2 separate regions of the Mus musculus genome follow, and region 2 is linked to region 1. Evidence: chromatin contacts called from public promoter capture Hi-C data. All regions are on one chromosome and are shown on one strand. The core of a region is the stretch at or near the end of the contact, and the rest is flanking DNA. Distances in the headings are between cores, read along the strand shown. Region 1 overlaps Gdpd5 (glycerophosphodiester phosphodiesterase domain containing 5). Region 2 overlaps Xrra1 (X-ray radiation resistance associated 1).

What was found. Promoter capture Hi-C pulls out the DNA fragments that hold promoters and counts their contacts.
Region 2: a promoter capture Hi-C map of hippocampal neurons shows a contact between it and region 1, with 7 times the contacts expected there. The contact joins two enhancer-like sites. A contact is called at or near these places in 2 of 39 promoter capture datasets (hippocampal neurons and liver), 1 of 15 datasets of contacts at CTCF or cohesin (the NIH/3T3 cell line), 1 of 484 Hi-C or Micro-C datasets (pro-B cells), 1 of 115 datasets of contacts at active chromatin or transcription factors (differentiating embryonic stem cells) and 4 of 9 other capture datasets (adipose tissue, liver, macrophages and 1 more).

What each region holds. Positions count from the first base shown.
Region 1 is chr7:99,455,491-99,460,761 of GRCm38.p6, forward strand. It overlaps Gdpd5 (glycerophosphodiester phosphodiesterase domain containing 5), which reads left to right. Exons shown (of 18, transcript NM_201352.3): 16 at 962-1,044; 17 at 3,284-3,396; 18 at 4,469-5,271. The coding sequence ends at 4,623. Among named protein-coding and RNA genes, the nearest start is that of Klhl35, 7.9 kb to the right of the region's middle. Within about 2 kb of position 3,486, at least 8 of the 459 cell types and tissues checked have an H3K27ac peak or open chromatin away from gene starts, as enhancers often do. A contact at or near this core is called in hippocampal neurons, where this site is marked.
Region 2 is chr7:99,876,423-99,881,141 of GRCm38.p6, forward strand. Xrra1 (X-ray radiation resistance associated 1) reads left to right here. Exons shown (of 19, transcript NM_001164258.1): 7 at 2,948-3,045. The region is part of intron 4 of Gm38405 (a long non-coding RNA gene); the gene reads right to left. Among named protein-coding and RNA genes, the nearest start is that of Xrra1, 20 kb to the left of the region's middle. Within about 2 kb of position 2,054, at least 8 of the 459 cell types and tissues checked have an H3K27ac peak or open chromatin away from gene starts, as enhancers often do. A contact at or near this core is called in hippocampal neurons, where this site is marked.

The DNA.
Region 1 (5,271 bases), core at 2,236-4,735:
CATGTCCCTGAGGCCACAAAGATAGGAGAAGGCTCCGTAGCTAAGGGTGGCAGAGGTGGCAAGTCAGAGCTAAGTTACCGATGGTTTCATGGAAGAAAGGTGTGGGCAAGGCCAGAGGAGGGCCTCAGTCATGGAGAGGGGGCTATGGAGGCCTGGGTCATGAGCTTTAGACTCATACAACTTATCATGACCCCTGCCAGTCCTGAAAGACCCTGCTTTTCAGCTTCCATCTGCCCACGGTCCTTAAACACCTCCTCTAAGGTGACATGAAATAAGTACTAGGCAGGCAGCAGAAGCACACATATTGTAGTGTTCAGGCCTGGGAGTTGATGGACAGAAAAGTGCCCCCCATTAACCAAGGGTACTGAGGACACATATATGGGGCTTGTGATCAATGTCCTACTGTCTGACATGGGTGCCCCATACCTATTTGTAGGGTCATATGTCTGTCTGCTTGGCCCATGGTATCTCACATGCATTATCATTTGTCACTTGCCTTGAGCTCCTGTAGCTTATATACACTTGAATTTCAACATACTACCTCTACCTTGATTTTTGTTGTTGTTGTTGTTTTGTTTTGTTTTTTCTCTGTGTAGCCCTGGCTGTCCTGGAACTCACTCTGCAGACTAGGCTGGCCTCAAACTCGGAGATCTGCCTGCCTCTGTCTCCCAAGTGCTGGGATTAAAGGCATGTGCCACCACGCCTGGTGCCATACACTCATGCATGCATACATGTTTGCATACACACACACACACACACACACACACACACACACACACACACGCACGCACACGTGCACGCAGCCCACCACACCCCGAGTTCATTCCTGCAAAATAAAACAGTGAGAAGCCTCAAGCTCCTTCCTTGCCCATCCTTGTAAGAGGTCCCCCAGTCTGTGGCCCCTCGTTATAGATGAGCTGTACATACACTCATAAGCTAATCTTGGTTCATCTCTCCACAGCCCCCAGACGAGTACTGCCTCATGTGGGTCACTGCCGACCTGATCTCCTTCAGCCTCATCATCGGCATCTTCGTGCTCCAGAAGTGAGTAGACCCCAACCCCTCCATAGCCTGCCTACCCCATCAGGCCCAGCTCCACCCTCAGCAGAAGCCAGATGGTCTCTAGAATGGGCTCCCAGCTCAGGACTCAGAGCCAAACCTTGCTCTGATCTGCTGTGTGGTATCTATCTGGTGGCTGTTGCCCCCTCTGTGGCCATTCTGCCCACTGTGAGCCAGTGCACGGGCTCACTCCTAGTAGGACCAAGTGCTACTCTGCCAGCTGAAGCCCCTTGCACCCCTTAAGACAGCTGGCATGAGGCTGCCATGGTGGAATGGGTGGTCTGGGAAGGGGAAGATGCTGGGCCAGCCTGGGGCCCTAGGCAACCAGGAACCTAGGGGCTGGGGTTGGCTCTTGACTGACGTTCTCTCTCTGTCCCATCCTGCTCTGATGGCGCACGTCCCTCCTTTCTCCCCTCCCCCTCTCTGCTGCACTCTGGCATCTCACAGCTATCACTTGATCAGGTAATTCTGGTGTGCTCCCCTCCTGCTCCTCTCTCCCCTTCTGGCCACTCCCTTTCCAGGTCTGTCTGAAAGCCGATGTGCACCAAGCCCTGAGCTGGGTCACCTTTGCCCGTCTCTGCCTGAAGCACGGGCCCTTCTCTGCCTTCCCATCCCCTCCTTTCTGCTCTTTCTTTTCCTTTTTTTTTTCCCTTTGAGACAAAGTCTCACTGTGTAGCCCAGGGTGTCCTCCAACCTTTGATCCTCCTGCCTCAGCCTCCTGAGTGCTGGGATGTCTTCTTCCTGTCTGGCTATGTGTGCTGCACTTTCTGGTCCCTACTGCAGTGTCTGCAGGTGTAGACCAGTGTTTTCTTGGTAGGTGTTGACCCAGTTTCCCTCCACCAGACTGTCTCCCCTGGAGAGAGGGTTCTCACCTCCCCAAGTCCAGCACTCAGGGGGCCCTTTGCCACCTGCCCAATGCAAAGCCCAAGTTTCTGTTTCTCTCCTGCTCCAATGGCTTTTGACTCTTGGGACTTCCTTTCCAGTGGTTCATGCTGTTTCTCTGTATCTCTCCCACAACCTTTTCTTTTTTGCTGTGATCCACACCCTCATTCCTTTCTCCTTCCCCCCCGGGGAGACCGATTTCACCCCTCAACCCCTGGTGGCTTTCCTGACCCGGATGTGCCTAGCTGTAGAGACCCTAGCCTGATACTCCCCCCCCCCCGTGGGTTCTAACATTAATTTCTAAGATGAGACCTTAGTATTAGGGGTGGTCAGGGACCTTAAGACTTGCTGGGTCAGGCTGCTTTGTTGACCAGCTTCTAGGTCTGAGGCTAAGAGAACCTCGACCCTGGCTATGGGACTGAGCCCTTGACAAGAAGTCTACTCGCGCATTCTCATTCCACTTGTAGAGTACACAGGCGCTGCCTGTGTGGTTCTGAGCCCAGCAGACAGGCACAGCCCCAGCAGGGTCATTGTCTCCTGTGGGTCAGGAATAGCCAGAGAGAGGACAGGGAGCCATGGGAGATGAATCTGGAGAGAGATACTTACTGTGGGCCTCACCTGTTCATTCATTGATTCAACAAACACTTGCCTAGCCTCACAGCGTGCCCGGCATCGAGGCTGGCACTCGGGGCCGGCCAAGGAGCCAGAGGAACAAGCACTGGCCCACCGAGGCGCAGTGCCTTCCCCTCCAGCCTCCTGCTTCCCCTCTGTCTGTCCTACTACCCTGTCTGTCCGTTTCTGCTGTGTCGGCCCCATCTATAACCCCACAGTGAGTTTTATATGGAGTCTTAGCTGCCTCCAACCACCCAGCAGGGGTCCATCTCCTGGGGAGTCAGGGGTGCTTATTTCTAAGCAGATAACTCCAGACCATGTTCCTCTAGCATCTTTGTCCGGGGACCTGTGAGGGCTAGTCCTAAGCAAAACCTCACTGTCACTGTCCTCTTTGGCCCCTTCTGGTTTTGCTCAGCCTGTTGTGTTAGTTGGTTTATAGGAGGTCATCAGTGTCCTATCTGCTAAGCTCCTTCCTCCCAAGACTGTCGCATCCAACGAGAGCCAGGGTATAACATATAAAACTGCCTTTCCGGGTCAGGGTGGCTGATAAAGGAGGTGGGAGAGAGGCAGGAGGGCCCTGGCTGGAAATCAGTACACTACCCCTCTCTGGGCCTCAGCTTCCCCATTTGGATCATGGGTCTCTCAGGCCACATGAGGAGAGGCTCTGGGCAGGGTCTCTGCTCCTGGGAGGCTGGGGGAGGACCTGATGCTCACTGGGCCGTCTCTGCAGGTGGCGCCTGGGTGGTATACGGAGTTACAACCCAGAGCAGATCATGCTGAGCGCCGCTGTACGCCGGACCAGCCGGGACGTCAGCATCATGAAAGAAAAACTCATCTTCTCAGGTGACAGCCTGTGCGGGCCCTGGATTAGGTGGCACACATGTAATACATCAGGACAGGTGGATGGCATATCCCTCTTTCCAGGTCCACACCCACGCACGTACCAAGAGACAGAAACACATGTGTGTCCTCATCACACAACCCCAGATCTTGAGGCTTAGTATGAGCCGTGGGTTGGTGAACAAATGTGACAAGCTGGAGTGTGGGGGTGGGTGTTTGTGTGAAGGCCCAAGGCCTTTCCTTGGTTCACACATGACTTCCACAAGTGACAACAGCGTTCTTTTCCGTCCCTGCTGGCATTCCTGGTCTATGAAGGCAGCTGTAAAGACCTGTGCGGAACTGGGTGTCACTGAGGCTCCTCAGAGAAGAACTGAGTCAGAAAGTGTGCTCAGGGCTCCCTGGGGCAGCAAGAAAGGTTTGAGGTGGTGATGTGGCTGGGTGTGAAGGAGACTGGAGGTGCCTGGGTAACGGCTTGATCAGACACTAGGAGGAGTGCTTCTGTGGACACGGGTGTGCCCCAAGGTGCTGCTTGTCTGGGCGTAAAGAACCAAGCAGCATTCCACAGAGCCACCTTCCAGAACCTCGGCTCTGCCCAGTCACCTCCCAACACCAGGACACGGGCGATTGTAGATCGTGAGAGGGCTGGATGAACTGGGCTGGCTTGAAATATGAAGTCCCAGCCCAGCTTGGGGAATCAAGGAGATGTCTAGTAGGCATCCCATACCAGGGATGGGAAGCTTGAGCTAGATTTTAGGAAAAGAGCTGTTGCTGGGGAGAGAAGACACTGGACAGAGAGAAGGCAACGTGTGCAAATGCCCGGAGCAAAGTAAACACTGGGTAACAAGCCCCCGAGGGTGCATTAGGTTTCTGCAACAGGAGTTCCAGGGGGCAGAGGACTAAGGGCCTAGGAGGGACTGAGGAGGCCCCTGAACGCCAGGCTCAGTGCCCACAGGCTCCATGCTGACTGGAACCAGTGATTACATCTGTCTCCGAGTGCCTTCCTTTCCCTCTGCCTGTCCCCCTGTCCTCAGAGCCAATCTTCCTCGCTCACATTCTGTCTCCTCTGGTCAAACAGAGATCAGTGATGGTGTGGAAGTCTCCGATGAGCTCTCCGTATGTTCAGACAGCAGTTACGACACCTATGCTAATGCCAACAGCACAGCCACCCCCGTGGGCCCTCGAAATGCTGGCAGCCGTGCCAAGACCGTCACAGAGCAGAGTGGGCATTAGCTGAAGATCTGTCTGCCCAACTTGTACCCAAGGTAGAACCTAGAAGAGAGGAAGGTCTGATGAAAAGAAGCTGCACCTAGAGGGCCCGGGAGCTGGCTCCTCAGCCTACTTATGTGCTCCAAGCTCCTTTGTCTGTTCCAGTCTCTCTTGCATGAGTGGGGGGGTGACCAAAGGGGCCCTCTCCGCTGAGGCTCAGCTGGACCAGGACTCCAGCCTCTAGATGCCCCTGCAGGCCTGGGGCTTTTCATCCAGGAAGCGAAGGCCTGATCTCCTGGTCCACTCTCATAGTCATCCTTGGCCTCCCAGCCTGGAAGGGTTGGTGAGTCACTGGGCTGTGCCGTGTGCCACAAGCAAGTGGAGGACGTGGATGTCTCCCTATGCCCACACCTCTCTATTTATCTGTCTGTGCTGTGAGATGACTAATGTTCTCACCCCTGCCTTGAGGACGTTGGCTGGGCCTCCCTCTTGGGGGGGGGGGGGTGTTTCTACGCTCTGCACCCATCTCAAAGCACAAGGAAGTTCATCTCAGGAGAAGAAAGCAGTGGCTGTGGTGGAGATGCGTTCCTCCCAACCAGCTCCCTTCTACCACTGACCTCTCTGTCCCTGAGAAGCAGCTGGAGAGGACCGGAATCACAGGCTCAGGGCTGT
Region 2 (4,719 bases), core at 804-3,303, 420 kb after region 1:
TGTCACTCACCAAGGTTTCCCTGTCAGCTGAAGCTCCTCTCCACAAACACAGATAATCCTCTCCTGCAGCCTGGCAGGCCACCTTGCAAACTCCAGTGAGAGAGAAAGCCTTAATTCAGCAGATCTACAGTGCCCCCTGCTGGTGCCAGGACTGTGTGGCCTTTATCGAGAAAGGCGCCCAGTTGCTGCTTTGGAGAGCTTATGGTTAGTAGGAGAGATGGTTTCAGACTCAGATCAAAAGCAGGGTACATATAAGTACTGGTACAGGGAAATCAGGAGACACCAGGTGTGCATCCCAGAGGGACTTTAACCCAGTCCAGTGAGTCAGGAAACCTAGGAAAGAGTGCCTGAGACTGGATCAAAAGATAAATACACTGGGCCAGCAAGATGGTCGAGTGGCTGCAAGCACCTGCTGCCAAGCTTGGTGACTTGAATTTGATCCCTGAGACTCACATGATAGAAGAAGGGAACCATCTCCTGAAAAACTGTCCTCTGACACCTGCATGTGCGCGTGCGCGCGCGCGCACACACACACACACACACACACAAGAAATTGACTCAGGAATCGGTGCTTTGGATTGAAGGGCAGCTGTGGAATGATACTGCCTTGTTGGGAAGATTGTATACAAGGCATACATGGGGAGAAAAACTGAGGCTAGATGCACTGGCAAGGGCTTGATTATCAAGGGCTTTGAGAGTTGAGCTTAGTCCTCTAGACAGAAGAGGCGTGGAAGGCTTTTAACCAGGGAATCTCAGAGAGGAGGGGTTTTCCATGGGAGGGGAATGAAGCTTGAGATGGGGAGTGAAGGGGATTGAGAGAGTGATCTGGGAAGAGATGGGAATCACAGGGGCAGGGATGAGGCTGGGGATACCCAGAGACAGTTCTAGAAGGGGTGTGTCAATGAGTTTGTTTCAATGAGTTGGAGGATAGCGTCCATCAAAGCATCTAATAAGATCCTTGCCTTAGAAGAAAGTGTATTCTGCTAGGAATGCCTTGGTATAAACAGGCCAAAAGGCCTGATAAATGCCCAGCTTCATTAAGGACAAAAACATGGGGGTCACTCACAGCCACCTATAACACCAGTACACAGTTTTATGTCCATCAAATATTGGCAAGTATGAAAGATGCTAACCACAGCCAGCCCTGCGTAGTCAAGGGAGACTCTCGGTGAAAGTCAAATATAAGAAAGTTGTGTGAGTCCTTAAAGGAAATTTGGCAATGTCTCTTAAAATTTAAGATGAGGCTGGAGATCTGGCTCAGCTGTTAAGAGTATTTGCTGCTCTTGCAGAGGACCTGGGTTCAATTTCTAGCACCCATGGGGGCCACTCACAGCCACCTGTAACTCCAGTTCCAGAGGATCCAGTGACCTCTTCTCACTTTCATTGGCTTCTGCACATACTTACTGCACACAGTGTCACACAGGAACATATACATATAATAAATAAGTAAATAAATAAATCTTTTAAAAGTTGAGATAGTCACTGCCTTTAGTAGTTCTGTTTCTAGGAATATATTCCACAGAAAGAGACTTACCCAAGGGAATTCCCCCAGTCAGTGTCTTATTTGACCTTACTGAGCCTCCTGACTCTCAAGCTCTTGTAGGCTACATAGTACACCAGGTTCACTTAGAAGCTTCTAAGTGATTCTACATTGTGTTCCTGTAGGATTTCAGGAGTCCTACAGTGGAGTTCCCATGGTTGACTCTCTTGCAGGGTTGTCCACTAGCCAAGAGTCACCCTGGGTGCTGGACAGAAACTCTCATTGGGTAAATGCAGGGATCACCCTTGTTTGGAAATCTCATCAACACAGGAACCAATGTGCCATTCCATAGGTCTATATTACAGAATACCCATGAAGGACATGTCTGATTCTAGGAGTCACCACTTAAAGAGAAGCACCCCCTTCGGGCATTTATAATTTATACCTTCTCCTGGTCCAGACATAATTTTCCACTCTGCAGTCATTTTTACCACAAGCAATAGTTGCCTAGTAACACAGTTACCATAGCATGTGCTTTAGGTTACCAGGGAAACAGGCCTAGAAAGTGAATCTAAGATCCAGTTGTCATGCAAGAAGGAGTCCTTGATTACCTCCCTCCCACATAGGTTACACACTACCAACAGGAAAAGCGAGTGCATGTCTATACTAGAAAGATAACTAAGATGCTGGACAAGTTTAACCTGGAATAATCTTCACATCAAACTGTGAAAGGAGAAAAGCCACTGTACAGCATGTATTCTGTTTTTATAAGAAGAAAACTGTATTTCAATACATACATGAGAAAAATATTAGGTATATACATAAAATTTTGAACAGTTGACACTAAATGTTGGGATTAAAGGAACATTTTTCCCCGTGATGTTTGACTATTTGGGGTAAGCATGTTAGCATCTCTAATCAGAGGTTATCTAGGAGTGTGGCTCAGTGGTAGAGAGTTTGCCTAGCATGCACAAGACCCTTAGGTTGGCCCCTGGATTGGGAAGAGAAAATAATATATATCAGTTTTAAATGGACAGGCCTTCCATTTGAACAGACTTAACATTCGAGCCTTAGTTTTCCCAGTTACCAGCCACCTTATTTCAAATAAGTCACTTAGCCTTCCAGAGATGTCATTTCCTCAGTGATAGGATGAATGGATTCTTGTTAGTGAAGTAGCTAGAGGTTTAAATTTTTCTTGGAATCCCCTAGAGATGAAGTAACAGGCAGTTGGAAGCCACCCAGGGTGGACGCTGGGAACTGAACTATACTCTGCAAGAGCAGGGAATTCTCTTAACCTCCAAACCATCTCTCCAACCTTATGGTTAGAGATCTGAGGTCTGCAACATAAAGCATCGCCCACAGCTGGAAGCTCAGTGAATGATCATTAGCATCTTCCTCTGTAAGCCTTTCCAAGCTCAAGATCCTCTCTTATTCTCTTTCTCTCCCCCCCCCCCCGTTTCCATGTAGATGTCTTTCACACATTTCCAGTTCTAAAGGAACTGGAGCTTGCGTTCAATGGCATCAAGATGGTCTACGTGAAATATGGAGACTTCAAGACATTGGAAGTAAGTTGGAGGTAGGAAGTTTTTGATCCTACCTGTTCCCCTGTAAGAATGAGTATAGGCATCTCGACAGATTATGACTTTGGACAAAGGTTCTCTGGGCCTTCACTGCTAGGCTCTTGCTTCTTGCTTCTGGCCTCTGGAGAAGATGGTGGTGATGGTGGTGGTGGTGATGATGATGATGACAATGATAATGATGATGAGGAGGAGGATGGTGGTGGTGATGGTGGTGAAGGTAATAGTGTTAGTGGTACTGATGGCAGACAGGTAATTATGGCCAAGGTGTATGACCCTGGAATGTAAGTGCCAAGGGTCATTCATATTCAGAGGAATCTATAGAAAAGTGAGTTTAAACGGAGTATCATAGGAGGAAGAGTTTCATGGGAGATATATCTCCTTAGGTGTTTAGAGAGCTTGAATCCAGCTTTAAAGCAGGGTGCAGTGAGCTAGAGACTATGTGGACCAATACCAAAGCATACCCTGACCTCAGTAAGCGAGGTTGGTCCCAGCGGACTGGGGTAGTCCCTTGACCTGAAGATGAGGATGGGCACACAAGGCCCCCGTGGATTCAACAGCACACTAGAGGCGCGGGCACACCCCATGCACATCTCTAGTTCTCAGAACCTTGGGATAGAAAATACAGAAAGTCTGCCTTGCATAGCCTCATACTTTCTTACCTCTTTTGACTTTGATAAAGGCTCAAGGGCCACTTTTTTTTTAACAAGGGAATGAAGGCTTTGTCACTACCTGAGAGTCACTGCACACAAGAATTGGGGAATAGTGCTGGAAGTGGGGCTCAGCCCCTGGCCAGGCTCACTCTCTCCCTGAGTAGTGTGTCCTTCCCTGTGTGCTGGCCTTATAGTAAAGTACTTTCATTCACACCTTAGCAACATGTCTACGTGTGCTTAGCTTTAGTAGCTTAAATCTGCAAGCATCAAAGGTCAGCCATGCTTCTATGGGCCTCCCTTTACTTGTTTCGGGAGACTGACCTTTTCAAAGAGTCGATGGCCTTTATATGCCAGAGTTTGGAAACACTTTTAACATACTGAAATGGGCATCAGCTCAAGATGGTAGGTATGTCTTCACACTCTGAAAGCATTCTGTGTTGAATGCAATACTGACTTCTCTCCATGTGACTTTTCAAGTCACACTGAAGATGACAACAGTTTGCTCTGACTTGGGTCATAAATTGGTCCTCAGACATATTATTCAGTATACAAACTCTCAAAGTCCAGTAAAACCCAGTGGAAATGACTGATGCAGCTTGGAGCTATGTTAAAGCATCTTTCCATCTTGTATTTTGGTGTTGACAGTGGGAAGTAGATCCTAGACATGAGAGATCCAGAGAGCCATTTCCCCACCCTCTGGGTCCAGGTGCCACCTAGGGACTCCGTTGTTCTTTGACTTTTTCAGAGAACAGTCTGAGCACACAAGAGTTGCAAATTGTGCCTTGAACCTTGTCTTCCTCCTTCCAAATACCCAAAACACAACACAGGTACCAGTGGCCAACCAGAGGGATATGATCACACACTTTGACCCTACGAGTAACTAGCTTGGCATCTAATGTTAATCATGATTGATTTTGTGCATGACCCACTTTATACTCTGATTACATCTGATGAAGATTATTTATCCTACAAACCCAGCCTTGTCCAAAGGAATTTGTCTACAAAGAAA